3 separate regions of the Mus musculus genome follow, and all the other regions are linked to region 3. Evidence: chromatin contacts called from public Hi-C and HiChIP or PLAC-seq data. All regions are on one chromosome and are shown on one strand. Each heading gives the region's core, a stretch centred on a gene start, on an enhancer-like site or on the middle of the called end of the contact. The rest is flanking DNA. Distances are from core to core; before and after follow the strand shown.

Region 1 (4,575 bases), core at 77-2,576, 74 kb before region 3:
ACATAGAACCGTGGGATGCTGAATATAGTGTTGGCTTTTGTAGAGGCTTCTCTCTAAATAATTTCAATCTATGAAGTGAAAGGGATTATAGAATATACGCCAACTCATCACATTCATTACTCTTGAGCCACTTTTGTTGGCATGACTTGAGCCTTGCTAGAAACAAAGTTTTTGGATGATTACATTCAATAATGAGTTTTTTATACACTTTAAATGCAAAACTGCATCTGAATATCACAGACCTGTGCTGCAGTCTCAAGGATAAAATAAGTTTTTCTTTGTCTTTTATGTTTAAAAGGTTCAAGGAGCTTTTTTTTCCCCCAGAAGGCCTGTCATATGTATGTGTATGTGTATATATGTTATCTTTGAAAATTCCAAGAGGTTGTAATGTTAATGACCTCAGGAATTTTGTACTTGTGATCTCTCTCCAATTCTATGTTAAAAATTGGCTTCAATTATTACTATGAATTACAAGTGGAGAAAGATAATTTTTCTATCATACTTTCCAATGTAACCATGACAATATGAATTTTTCTCAATGAGTGAGAGGGATGTTCTATTTCATTGCAAAAGTCTTTTGCCTAAACAGCAATTGCAGAATGGGCTTTGTGCTAACCATACTTAAGTTAATAGTAGCATGAATTTTGACTATTTGTGTTATAATTTCTTTTGTATTTTAAGTTCTGTTAACTCCTGCAATTCTTATTTTATTCATGTGTCTACGTGTTATGGTAGAGGATACAGGAAACTTTTTATAGCTAAGATTACTTTTGCTTTCTTCCTGAAGGATCTACTATTGGAAATAACAGTAGCTCACTGAAAGATCATTTCTGCTGGAGTCCTACCCCAGATGTTGCTTACATCATCAACTGGAATTCAAACACAGGAGTAGACCTATGTACTCATTAGCCAGGAAAGTCTGGCCAAAAATGCATAGTAACATTACCAAGAAGATAAACATGCTTTACTCTCAACTAATCCTTTGATGTTTGCTAAAGAAATGAGAAACCTTCAGCAGTGAGCAGCTCTAGTGTAAACATATTTCAGATGAATGTCACCTACTTTGTCATTCTAGATGAAGTATTTAAAAGCAGAGAGCACTGAATGAGGATGTTAACTTGTATTTGGGGTTCCATTTCATAGTTCTGCATCTGGTATTTGTTATGGGCTCACCTTAGGTTTGGTTTATGGTTTGAACAATATGATTTCTCTCTTTGAAGACCATTTAAAAGACAGATCTTGGCACAAATCTCCCACCTCCCTAGGCAATTATTGACATTAGATATTTGGCTTGGTTTCCATTCTATGCCAGAGTCTCCCAGCAGATGTCATTGTAAGGCAGACTTGTTCAGCAAGGCACTTTTAGAAGTACAAATAGACATTTCCTAGAGTGGTGATGTGTGTGGTGGATGATGGATTTAATTTCTCACTGTCTTACCATGCTAGAGGCTGTCTCATGGATATAAATAGCCTGCAAAGATTCCTGTCTACCATCTTATAATGTCAGAATATTATGTATATTCCTTAGTATGAATAAGAGAAAAACTTCAGCTTTGCATCCAGGCATTTCCTGGCTGATGAAAGGGCCACTCAGGTTAGCAGCAGCCATGGGGCAGTGCATTGTATAGGACAAAAATGAAGTTTGGGGGGGAGACAGGTGCATAGATAGATCCACATGTAGTGTGAGAGACCTGTCATGTTAAATGGGCAGCATCATCAGTTTTTTTTGAAAAAAATTTATTATTATTATTATTTTATTAGGTATTTTCTTCATTTACATTTCCAATGCTATCCCAAAAGTCCCCTATACCCTCCTCCCACCTACTCCCCTACCCACCCACTCCCACTTCGTGGCCCTGGCATTTCCCTGTACTGAGGCATATAAAGTTTGCAAGACCAATGGACCTCTCTTTCCACTGATTGCCGACTAGGCTATCTTCTGATACATATGCAGATAGAGACACGAGCTCTGGTGGGTAATGGTTAGTTCATATTGTTGTTCCACCTATAGGGTTGCAGATCCCTTTAGCTCCTTGGGTACTTTCTCTAGCTCCTCCATTGGGGGCCCTGTGACCCATCCAATAGCTGACTGTGAGCCTCCACTTCTGTGTTTGCATAGCCTCACAAGAGACAGCTATATCAGGGTCCTTTCAGCAAAATCTTGCTAGTGTAGGCAATGGTGTCAGCGTTTGGAGGCTGATTATGGGATGGATACTCAGGTATGGCAGTCTCTAGATGGTCCATCCTTTCGTCTCAGCTCCAAACTTTGTACTACTCAGCTATTAAAAAGAATGAATTTATGAAATTCCTAGGCAAATGGATGGACCTGGAGGGCATCATCCTGAGTGAGGTAACCCAATCACAAAAGAACTCAAATGATATGTACTCATTGATAAGTGGATATTAGCCCAGAAATTTAGAATACCCAAGACATAAGATACAATTTGCTAAACACATGAAACTCAAGAAGAACGAAGACCAAAGTGTGGACACTTTGCCCCTTCTTAGAATTGGGAACAAAACGCCTTTGGAAGGAGTTACAGAGACAAAGTTTGGAGCATCATCACACATTGACCACACATTCTCAGTGATGAACAGAAGTTACAGGTGGGCATGATGATGGAATGGCACAGTCATGTGCTCCCGTCCTGCTCAGAAAAGCACAGAGCTGGGACTTGTATGCTGGAATTGCCTGAGTTATTTTACCCATATTGAATTCAGGTGGAAAAGATAGTTCCCCCCATCACCTCAGGAATAGGAAGGGATGGGAAGGGATAGAAAGGGAAAGAAAGGGAAGGAAATAGGAGGAGAAGGGAGGGGAAGGCAGGGCACATTGGCTTAGTCTCTCTAAATTCAAATGGAAGTCAGTCTAAGTTCTTGTTTGGTCTCATGTGGCCATATAGTGATTCTTTTTTATTTTCTGTGATGATTTCATTATGGCATTTTTCTTTTAATATTTAAGAACTTCTTAAGCCATTATCACCTTTTCGTTGCTTGATTAGATTTTAAATTTATTCATGTATTTTTTTGTTCATTTATTGACTTGTTTGTCTGTGATATATGTCACCCCAACTTTGTGTGTGTGTGTGTGTGTGTGAGAGAGAGAGTGTACACCCACACATGTTTGCCAGTGTAGCTATGTGCATGTGGAAGCCAAAGGTTGATGTTGGGTTGTTTCCCTGAGTCACTTCTCCATTTTATTCTTTGATACAGGGTCTTTCAGTAAACCTGGAGTTCACTGCTCTGGCTAAACTGGTGCCAAAGACACTCTGGGATGTACCTGGCTCCACACTGTGGCTGAGATTATAGGACACTCTGGGATGTTTCTGGCTCCACACTGTGGCTGAGATTATAGGTGGACAGCATCAGAGAAGTTTTTACATGAGCACTGGAGAGCAGAATTTGGATTTCCAGGCTAAACAGGCGAACATTTTACTTACAGAGCCATTTCCTAGGCCCTGACTGGATGATAAAAACTGTAACTCATTGAGAAAGACTTTTTTTTTAAAATCCAGAACTATACATTATATGCCAGAGAGTTAACTAAAGATGAAAAACTTACAGAAATTTTAGTACCGTCCATGTGGCAGTCAAACATTTTATCAAGCTTTAGATTTGAAGTAGGAGAGACATATTTTGTCAAAGGTGGTGGGTGGAACTCTGGAGATACAAGGGAAAGCATGCTTATCTATCAGAGCGTAAATAGAATATCAGAGTTAAACAGGATAACCACCTCTGCTCATTTAATGTCTATGTCAGCCTAGATCTCACTAACCTCGTCTGCAAAGTCTACACTGGCTCTTTTGAGCGTTGTGGACAGAGCCCCATCCCCAGCATCCTGTAAAGGAAAATGATGTGGGCAGTTTGAGGGGAAGAAACAGTTATCAGACTGAGTCTATCTTCTTAGATATAGCAAAATGGAAAAGCAGATTCCAACGGACATATACTTTATACCAAAGAAATTTAGTTACAGCAGGCACACATAATTCATATTTCAAAGAGCAGGATGTTCTAAAAGGGTAAGGATAAATTGCTCCCATGAACCTTAAAGAGTTTTCCATTGCTGAATTCCAGCATCTGGGGAGAATTCCCTGTGCAACTCCAGGCACATTTGAAAATGGGATTGATCTTTGACTCTGCAGCCTCATGCCAAGATTCTGACTCTCCTCTTTTTCTGTCCATGGGGTATAACTTTGGGGTGAGATTTCATATAACCTTGGCAGAGAGCCCCTCATCTTCTACTCCCAGTGAATTTTTGCCAAGTGATTTTAATCTGTTAGAAAAGATAGCACAGGCTATACACACATTGCTGGCCAGTGTGTTTTGCTTCCCCACCCCCTTGAAGCCTTACATAGATTTAATCTTTTGAATTGAAATAATATTGTTGTAAGGAAAGAGCAAAGAGCAGGTTTTCAGGGAAAAATATAAAAAAGTCCACCCTGAACCCCACATGCTTTGCTTGTAACCTCCAAGGTGGCAGATTTCTCCATCACAGCTTCAGATGCCCATCTGCTGCATTCTATTACAGGTGAAAAACGTCTGACAGCTCCATGACCATGGACTTGGAGAGACACT
Region 2 (4,661 bases), core at 1,654-4,153, 94 kb before region 3:
CTAGCTCTTGAGAAGCTGAGCAGTGGAGATAGCCAGTGTAGGACTTGCCTGGACTACACAGTTAGGCTCTGCCTCCATAATGAAGATGGGAATATTTCTGTGGCTCACATTTGCAGTGGAGCGATGCTCCCGTGGAAATCTGAGGTCTGGAAGGATTTGCACAGGGATGACTGACCTAGAGACATCTATAGAGTTACACAGGAGCCTGAAACTACATCAACAATTACTTTAGGTTTGGATGGGCAGGGACTGAGTTAATTTTTTCCCCTATGCAGTCTAACGGGACCCGGTGCGGAAGCACACTTCAGTTTAGTTTGTAGGGTAATGTTTTTAAATTCAATTGTTTTGACTGTATAGTGGGCTTCATTATGACAGAAATATGTGCCTCTCTTTTGTACTTGGCTTCTGTCCTCCGGCTCTCCATACCCTCAGGAATCCAACCCTCCTTTTATTTTTATGTCTTTCCCTTCCCCACTGCTACTTGAGTTTGTGCAATGATATATTTTCATGCTTACCATCTGTGGTGTTTGAATGGGAATGGCTCCATAGAATCATGTGTTTGAATGCTTGGCCCATAGGGAGTGCCACTATTGGGAAGTATGGCCTTGTTGGAGAATAGGTGTGGTCTTGTTGAAGAAAGTGTGTCACTGGGGTTGGGCTTTGAGGTCTTATAAGCTTAAGTCTAGCCAGTGTGACACAGTCTCTCCTGCTGCCTGTGAATCAAGATGTAGAACTCTCAGCTCTTTTCCCAGCACCATGTCAGCCTGCATGCTACCATAGTTGCCACCATGATGATAATTGACTAAACCTCTGAAACTTTAGGCCAGCCCCAGTTAAATATTTTCCTCTATAAGAGTTGTCATGGTCATGGTGTCTCTTTACAGAAGCAAAACCATAACATTTGGAGAGTTAAATAAGACCTAAATAAGGGGAAAGAAGGCTAAGAACACATAATACCAAGCTGGGCAGTGCTGGTGCACACCTTTAATCCCAGCACTTGGGAGGCGGAGGCAGGCAGATTTCTGAGTTTGAGGCCAGACTGGTCTACAGAGTGAGTTCCAGAACAGGCAGGGCTATACAGAGAAACCCTCTCTCGGAAAACAAAAACAAAAACAAAAATACAAAACCCAAAAAACCCAAAAAACCAACCAACCAGACAACAACAACAACAACAACAACAACAACAAAAACAACAAACCAAACCAAACCAAAACAAAACCCCAAACCAAACCAAACCAAATCAAATCAAACCAAACCATGAACACATAATACCAACAAAAACAACCCCCCACCCCAAACAAGCAGATCAAAACCAAGAAGGTGTAATGAAAAGAATCCAGTTCAGAGAGATCTAGTTAGTAACTCAAGTCCAAACATTGCAAAGGCTTTTTAGCATGTTGCTGATCTCATGTGAAATCGAACTCTTTGCATATGGTTGTTTGTGTTTTCCACTACAATTTAACAACTAAGATCATTTTATCTGATGAAACCTGTCTTGGTGCACCATGCATTCCTTAGTCATTATTTAAATAGCTGTATCCCTAAGGGAGACACTATCTCTATCTGGAAACCAGTGGGGCAGCCAGAACTCATGGAACATGTGTGTTAATCCCAGCACTTGGGAGGCTGAGGCAAGAGGGCTATTCTGTTTAAGGCAATTCTGGTCTAAATAGAAAGACCTTGTCTCAAAAACAAACAAACAAACAAACAAACAAACAAACAAACAAACAAACCAACCAAAACATGAAAAGGGAGAGGAGGAGGAATAGGAGGAGATGACAAAATAGGAGATAGAGACCACGGTGGTGGCCTGACTATCATCTAGAGTTTTAAGCACAGGCATTATCAGATGTTCATAACCTTCTACTGCGGTTAGCTACTCCTTCAGCCTAATCTCCATGCTCTTGAGAATTGAAATAGAACTCATAATCGTTCAGGTTAACACTGGAAGATTAGTCTGATATTTGACTTAAGATGTGTATTTTCAGTGTCGTTAAGGTCCCCATGTGTACTGCATTTTGCATTCAATGAACAAGAGGGTCCGTAATTTGCTTAGCAAAACCTCTACTGAATCTGTTGCACTGGTTGGTTGCGGGTGATGGAAAGAATGAACCCCACCTTGGCCCCCCAGAAACGGCACAGTGTGGGTCAGAGAAAGGAGGGTAAGATGGAATCTCTGAGTCAGTGCTAAGAAGGAAGGCGGGGAGCAAGGAGGAGGGAGCAAATGTAATATGTTGAAAGAAACCGCCTCCGAAGGAATGAATCATTTGATTAAACCAATTGTGAAACCCTATTACCCTTTGCCATGATTGGCTGCAATGGCCATATGACTGTTTCTGACCAATGGGAGAAAAGGTAGACTTTCTGGGGGCACTACAGGAAGGGCCTGCCTTGCTGATGAAAGATGAGAGACCATGGGTAGAATGTCTCCTTTTCCTGCTGCGGGTGGGGTTTTGGCATGATGATTGATCAGCCTTAAGGGCAACACTTCTGATTCATTGGGGATGATTGATGAGCAGTCAGAAAAGGAGTATATTATTGATGACACTTGATCACCGTGTAGAAAACAGAAACAATTGGCAAGTGTCCCTCCAGGACGTTTGTTCTGTAATATTGGGTAATAATAATCTTTTGTCAGGGAATTCAGGGGACGGTTTTTGGGTGAGGAAAAAACCTTTGAGCTCTGTTTGCAAAAACAAGGAGAAAAAGAACTAGTAGAAAATGCTGGAAATGTGGGGGAAGGGAATGACACAGAGGCAAGGAGACCGTGGCCTACCTAGACTCCCTTGTTATTTTAGACAGTTTTTTGGTTGTTTGGAAATTCAAGTTCTATTACGTGTGTGCTTCAAAGGGTTTGAGCTAAGCACATAGCCAGAAATATACAGTAACTTGTAATTTGTTCCAGCCGTAAATCCACGTGGCTTTGAGTCTTGGAAGGGAAGAGGGTCATGTGGCAGGGAGCAAGTGGTGGCAGCCTCTGTTGTTTTTGTTCTCACCATGCAAAAGAAAGCTGCTTCTTTTGTTGGTCCAGGTCATCTGAGAAGTGACTCCCAAGGCAGGATTAAACATGAAAGGATTTTATTAGAGGAGCTGTCTATGCAAGAAGGCCCAGGGCGAGGCCTTCAAATTGGGAGGCACTTAAGGTATGGAGAGACAGAGGTGTCTGTGTGGCAGCACTCTTAGCCACTGTGCAATCTAGAGAGAGGCTGAACAAAGCCATGGGGAACGTGTTTATGAAGTTCCCTCTATCCCAGGATCATAGCTCGGCCTGTTGTAGTGTCCCAGCCTCACAGCAGGAAGCAGGACCTGAGCCCCATCACAGTGATGGGTCTGAGAACTGCAGGGGTAGCCCACTGTTCCACTCTCAGAAGTTTTCCAGGACAGTCTCAATTTTATTTAAAAAAAAAAAACAGAAAAACAACAACAAACATAACAAATCCAGACTAGGACCAGTAATGGAAATAAAATGACAAAATACTTTGTGCATTTTACATGTGAAGTTCTTAGCCTTGTGCTGGGTTAGACAAACCCTTGGGGACTTGCGTTTTCACCATGGCTTCTCCCCAGGAAACATCCTAAGTAAAATGGGCACCTTGCTGGCAGTGCCGCCAAGTCTTACCACAGTTTCTCAAGCTTCTCCCCTTTCTACTTTTTGACCCACCCCACCCCCAACCCCCAGTGTCTCCTGCACTGTCCTTTCTGGAGCTGTTTATTCTGTCTGTCTCCCCTCATCCTGCTTCTAAGACAGACATAAGACCTCTCGACTGCAGATGTCTCTCTTGAGCCGGGAGGTGGGCAGGGAGGCGGGGAGAGGTCCTTGGCTCAGAACCCTGATATCTTTGCTTTCTGGCTTTCAAGGCCTTGGTGGAGCCTTGTCCAGCCTCAAAACTCACAGTCCACTCTGGGTGCGAACTCCCACATGACTAAAGGTAAAGTTACTCCTGCATTAATTGCACCGTGACCATTGTCCTCGTCTTGGTCAGGAAGAACCTCTCTCCATCTTCCTTAGTTTTGAATGGACCTTTCTCTGTAATTTGGAGTTGAGACTCTGGACTATGCTGTTGTCTTGAGTTTGTTCTTCAGGCCTGAGGATATAGGCTCTCTTTTTATGCCCTGGCAATCCATATGCACATGTAATTACACACACCACACACGTGCCTGAGTCCTCCCACACAGAACAGTGAACTTTTATGCATTCTGATTATTTTTGTTCATACAGCTGCATACTTGGCGTGCTTTGTAAAGTTACTGCGAACGCTAAGTTAGAAGGCATAGAATCATGGCTGCTTCAAAAAGTGTAGACACAGTCACATGGAATCTTACACAGATTATGATCTTAAATTCAAAAGCCTATTCATATGGGTAGATTCTATTATTGTAATTTTTCAAAATGGAAATTAAAAAAAAATCAAAAGTATTAAGAGGCATGCCTGAGGCTATGCTGACAGGTGCCAGAGATGAGGGTCAAACCGAGGTGGCTCAGCTGGCCCAGAAACATGGCCTCTAACAGGTTTTGTCTCCAATCTTTACTCATTCCTAAACCAGAACTAAAGCTGGAAGACCCGGCCTAACCCGGCCCTACCTCAGCCAGGAATGTGCCCGTTGGAGCATCTCAGAGTCTCTGTGGATCTGCGCATGTCAGCAAATGATCCTTGACCTGT
Region 3 (4,643 bases), core at 65-2,564:
GTGTGTATCATGAAGTAGGGAGGGAGAAAAAAAAGATTAAACATACAAAGAAGATCTGTAGAAATGTAATCTGGCATATCTTCAGCATCTACTAGATTTTTTCCTGGATGATAAACAGCTCAGCTAGCTTGAATTAAACTGACAGTTTAATTCAGAGAAGTAGACAATGCTTCAATTAAAGACAGGGAGACAGTTAGCCTGAATGTCCACTTTCCCACATTTTCTACTTGATCAGTTTCTTGTCATTGAAAGAAGTGTGGCTGGTATGTCCATTTAGTACATTTAGTACATTTCCATGCAAAGAGCTCTGGTGGACAAAGCTGGTCATGCTGCTGTCATGTGACTGGGTAGGTGGCTGTAAGGATTCGAACAAAGAGTGGATGTTTACAGCTGGGTTTGGAGAATGTCCAACAAACAGTCTTTGTGTTCACATAGCTTTGTTATGTTTCCTTTCTTGGTTCCTTCCGAACAAGCCATATAAAAATGAAAGGACAAAGAATTGTATATGTATGTGTGTGTACATGTGTGTGTTTGTACACATGTCTATGCTACGTATGTGCCTACATGTGTATGTGTGGATGACAGAGGTTGGCATCAAAATGTCAAGCTCAGTTGTTCTCTACCTTATTGTCTGAGGCAGGGTCTCTTCACAGACTGGCTAGTCTGGCTGGCCAGCGAATCTTGAGACTTTTCCAGCTTCCCCTCCCTAGGCTAGGGTGGCAAGTGTCTCAGCACACCAAGCTGTTTCACCTGGCTGATGGAGATCTGTACAAGGTTTTTACTACCACGCTGTCTTCAGGCCCAAGACAAATTTTAAGATAAAATGTCTGGTAGGGTTGCTATTGATAGATTAACTGTAAAGGATGTTTTTAAGTATGTGGGAAGTGTGACCCATTTCTGAGAATATGCAGAAATATTTATCTGGTGGAGCATGGAGGTTTTTTGAAAATTTCACATTAAGTCACTTGAAAACTTTTTATTGTATTTTTTTCCAGTAATTCTCTTTGTTCCCTTTCTCCTTCCCTACCCCCTGTTTCCTTTTTCCTAATTTTTCCTTCCTTACTCCTTCCCTTTCCCACCTTTTCCCTTTTCATTAACTAATTAATTTATTCATTTTAATACTCTAATCATAGACCACTGCCCTCTTCCTGGTCCTCTCTCACAGCCCCTCCCCTCACCCCACTTATCCCCTTCTTTTTTTTCTTTTCCTTCTCCCCTCCTGCTTTAGAAATGATTTAACAAGGTGATGCATCTTTTCTTTGTGGTAAACAGCTCAGAGTATGTGGACAGAATACTTGGAAGGAAAGACACTAATGACATGGCATATTTGGGGCTTGCTGAACTTGTAAGCATGTTTGGCTTTCAGTGTGTGCCCGATCATTTTGCAATAGTCAAATGGCATTTTTGGCTTGGTTACTTTTTCAGTCTGAGTGCTTGTGGGTTTTTTTTTCCCCTAAGCTTTTTGTTGTTTTGTTTGTTCCTGTAGCTATGGCCAGAGTTACTCACCACTCAGTAGAATAACCTCCCCCATATTTTAAAGGAACCACAGCACTCCAAACCAATTAAGGAACAGAAAACCCAGTGAAGCACAACTGCTCCCAGGCTTGGCTCTGTTTATCTCTCATGACCTTGCTCTAATTTGCTCTAAGGGAACATAGCATACCCAAGTTAGCCTGACTTTCCCTCTCCCTACAACATGAAAGTATCATGCAGTGTCCCTAGTTAGAAAAAAAAAGTCTCATTGTCCAGTAATATAAAGAAAAATTAGGCTGGGCAGTGGTGGCACATGCCTTTAATCCCGGCACTTGGGAGGCAGAGGCAGGAGGATTTCTGAGTTTGAGGCCAGCCTGGTCTACAGAATGAGTTCCAGGACAAAGAAACCCTGTCTCAAAAAACCAAAAATACCAAACCAAACCAAAATAAAACAAAATCAAAAAATCAAAAAGAAAAAAAAAGAAAAATTAGAAGGTTGAAAGTAATACAGAAATGCTTATTGCTTGATTTTGTCTCTCCTGGCACATGGTGGGGGGACATCCTTTGTGTTCATCACTATATTAAATGCTTTATCATATGGCCAGCTAACATAATAATGAAATAAACCATTACTCTTACTGATCCTTCTTAGCTTTAGTTTTATTCTTTTATGTTTATAACTATCTAAACAGTCCTATAACCTCTAAGAAAATAGAAGCAGTCATTAAAAGGCTGAAAAAAACAACAAAACAAAACAAAACAACAAAAAACCCAGGGCCAGATGATTTTAGGGTTTTAGTGTAGAAGTCTATCAGACCTTCAAAGAAGACCTAATACCAATACACCTCAAACTATTCCACAAAATAGAAACAGAAGGAACACTAACTAATTATTTTTATGAAGCCACTGTTATTCTGATATCTAAACCCAACAAAGAAAGAGAACTTCAGAACAATTTCAGTTATGAACATCAATGAAATAATACTCAAAAGATTTCTCACAAACTGAATCACAGAACACATCAAAATGATCACTTACCATGATCAAGGAGGCTTCATCCGAGGGATACAGGCTAGTTCAATATACAGAAATCCATCAATGTAATCCTATATATATATTTTTTTAAAGAAAAAATCACATGATCATCACAATATTTGCTGAAAAAGCATTTGGCAAAATACAATATCCCTTCATGTTGAGAGTATTGGAGAGATCAGGAATTTAAGGCCCATACTAAACATGATAAAAGCAATGTACAGCAAACCAATAGCCAATATCAAATTAAATGGAGAGAATCTTGAAACAATCCCACAAAAATCAGGGACAAGACAAGGCTCCAATCTATAGTACTTGAAGTTCTAGCTAGGACGATAAGACAACAAAAGGAGATCAAGGGAATACAAATTGGAAAAGAAGTCAAGGTATCACTATTTGCTGATATTATGATCGTATACATAAGACACCTCAAACATTTTGCCAGAGAATTTCTACAGTGGATAAACAACTACAGCAAGGTGGCTGGATATAAAATTAAGTCAAAACAAATCAGTAGTCTTCCTTTATAAAAAGGATAAATGCTCTGAGAAAGAAATAAGGGAAAAACACCCTTCAAATAATCACAAATAATATAAAATATCTTGATGTAAATCTAACCAAGGAAGTGGAAGATCTGTATGACAAGAACTTTAAGCCCCTGAAGAAAGAAATTGAAGAATATCTCAGAAGATGAAAAAAATTTCCCGTGCTCATGGATTGGTAGGATTAACATAATAAAAATGGCATAGTACCAAAAACAATCTATAGATTCAATGCAATCCCCATCAAAATCACGACTCAATTCTTCACAGAGATAGAAAGAGCAATTCTCAATTTCATTTGGAATAACAAAAAAACCCATGATAGCCAAAACAGTTCTTAACCATAGAAGAAATTCTGGGGGAATCATCATCCATGATCTCAAGCTATACTGCAGAGCAATAGTGATAAAAAACCACATAGTTTGGTGCAGAGACAGACAGGTTGATAAATAGAATAGAATTGAAGACCCAGAAATAAATGCACACACCTATGGACACTTGATCTTTGACCAAAAAAAAAAATGGCCAAAACTATACAGTGAAAAAAAAAGAAAGCATCTTCAACAAATGATGCTGTTCTAATTGGCTGTCTGCATGTAGAAGAATGCAAATTGATCCACATTTATATCCTTGTACAAAGTTCAAGTCCAAGTGGGTAAAGGACCTCTACATAAAACCAGATACACTGAATCTAATAGAAGAGAATGATGATTCATTGGCTCAGGTCTACTTGAGCTGTGAAACTCAAGCCCTTAGTGATGCCATGCGGGGTACTACTCTCTGGATCCTTACAATAAATATGCAAAAACAAGACTAGAAAGGGTTTTACTAGGATTTCCATTAGCATTTTAATTAATATATTTCCAGTCCTCTTTAATAAAAAGGGTTGAGAATGTGGTGGAAGGAGCAGAGGGGAGGAGAGAAGAAGAGAGGGAAGGGCAGGGGAGGGAAGCAGCTATATTTTTCTTACTTCATTGTAAGTTCTGGTTTTATCCTTATGCTCACTGTGGACCGTTTTCGGTGACAATATTTGCTAAAAGTGATTTTTCAACCACGGACAATGTTCTCAACAGGTCAACATTTAATAATGTGAAAATGATTTTGCCTGGAGCATCTACTTTGTAGAAGCTAGAGGTGCTACTTCCCACCATGCGGTGTCCACGATGATGAGAGCGAATCACTTCATGAGAGGCTCACTACTATTAGAAAATGTCACTAACCAAGCAGAAATGGCTCCCAGTCAATTTAAACCAAGAGACCTTAACAGAGAGCCCTACTGTTGACTTATAGACTCTTTGTAAGTTTGGGCTAAATAGCAACCTACTCCCCGCTAGTCTCTTGTTGGGAGTTTAGATTGTCCCCTATTGTAAACAACAACCTATTGAATATTTTTGGTAAAATTTTCATACAGTCTTTTACTTAGGTTGTCCTAGAGGGGGAAAAACAGCTTTTACTTTTTCTTTCTTTCTTTCTCTCTTTCTTTCTTTCTTTCTTTTTTTTTTTATTTCAGCTTTTACTCTTAAGAAGATAATTTGTGAAAGTAAATGAGCCCTTGGAAGCTTTAATTAATGTTCTCAAGCTGTTTTTTCTAGA

The links. A called contact is a pair of places that touch in the nucleus more often than the background predicts. HiChIP or PLAC-seq counts read pairs in DNA pulled down with a chosen protein or histone mark.
Region 1: an H3K27ac HiChIP or PLAC-seq map of embryonic fibroblasts shows a contact between it and region 3, with 12 read pairs. The contact joins two enhancer-like sites. A contact is called at or near these places in 1 of 15 datasets of contacts at CTCF or cohesin (pro-B cells), 16 of 484 Hi-C or Micro-C datasets (the 3T3-L1 cell line, the AML12 cell line, the Patski cell line and 8 more) and 3 of 115 datasets of contacts at active chromatin or transcription factors (a colorectal cancer cell line, embryonic fibroblasts and neural progenitor cells).
Region 2: a Hi-C map of the STO cell line shows a contact between it and region 3, with 2.5 times the contacts expected there. The contact joins two enhancer-like sites. A contact is called at or near these places in 4 of 39 promoter capture datasets (the 3T3-L1 cell line, 3T3-L1-derived adipocytes and liver) and 7 of 484 Hi-C or Micro-C datasets (the STO cell line, colorectal tumor organoids, embryonic fibroblasts and 4 more).

What each region holds. Positions count from the first base shown.
Region 1 is chr12:35,219,270-35,223,844 of GRCm38.p6, forward strand. No RefSeq gene overlaps it. Among named protein-coding and RNA genes, the nearest start is that of Mir680-3, 27 kb to the left of the region's middle. Within about 2 kb of position 1,327, at least 16 of the 459 cell types and tissues checked have an H3K27ac peak or open chromatin away from gene starts, as enhancers often do. A contact at or near this core is called in colorectal tumor organoids and embryonic fibroblasts, where this site is marked.
Region 2 is chr12:35,197,383-35,202,043 of GRCm38.p6, forward strand. No RefSeq gene overlaps it. Among named protein-coding and RNA genes, the nearest start is that of Mir680-3, 4.8 kb to the left of the region's middle. Within about 2 kb of position 2,904, at least 14 of the 459 cell types and tissues checked have an H3K27ac peak or open chromatin away from gene starts, as enhancers often do. A contact at or near this core is called in the STO cell line, where this site is marked.
Region 3 is chr12:35,293,432-35,298,074 of GRCm38.p6, forward strand. No RefSeq gene overlaps it. Among named protein-coding and RNA genes, the nearest start is that of Mir680-3, 100 kb to the left of the region's middle. Within about 2 kb of position 1,315, at least 87 of the 459 cell types and tissues checked have an H3K27ac peak or open chromatin away from gene starts, as enhancers often do. A contact at or near this core is called in the STO cell line, colorectal tumor organoids and embryonic fibroblasts, where this site is marked.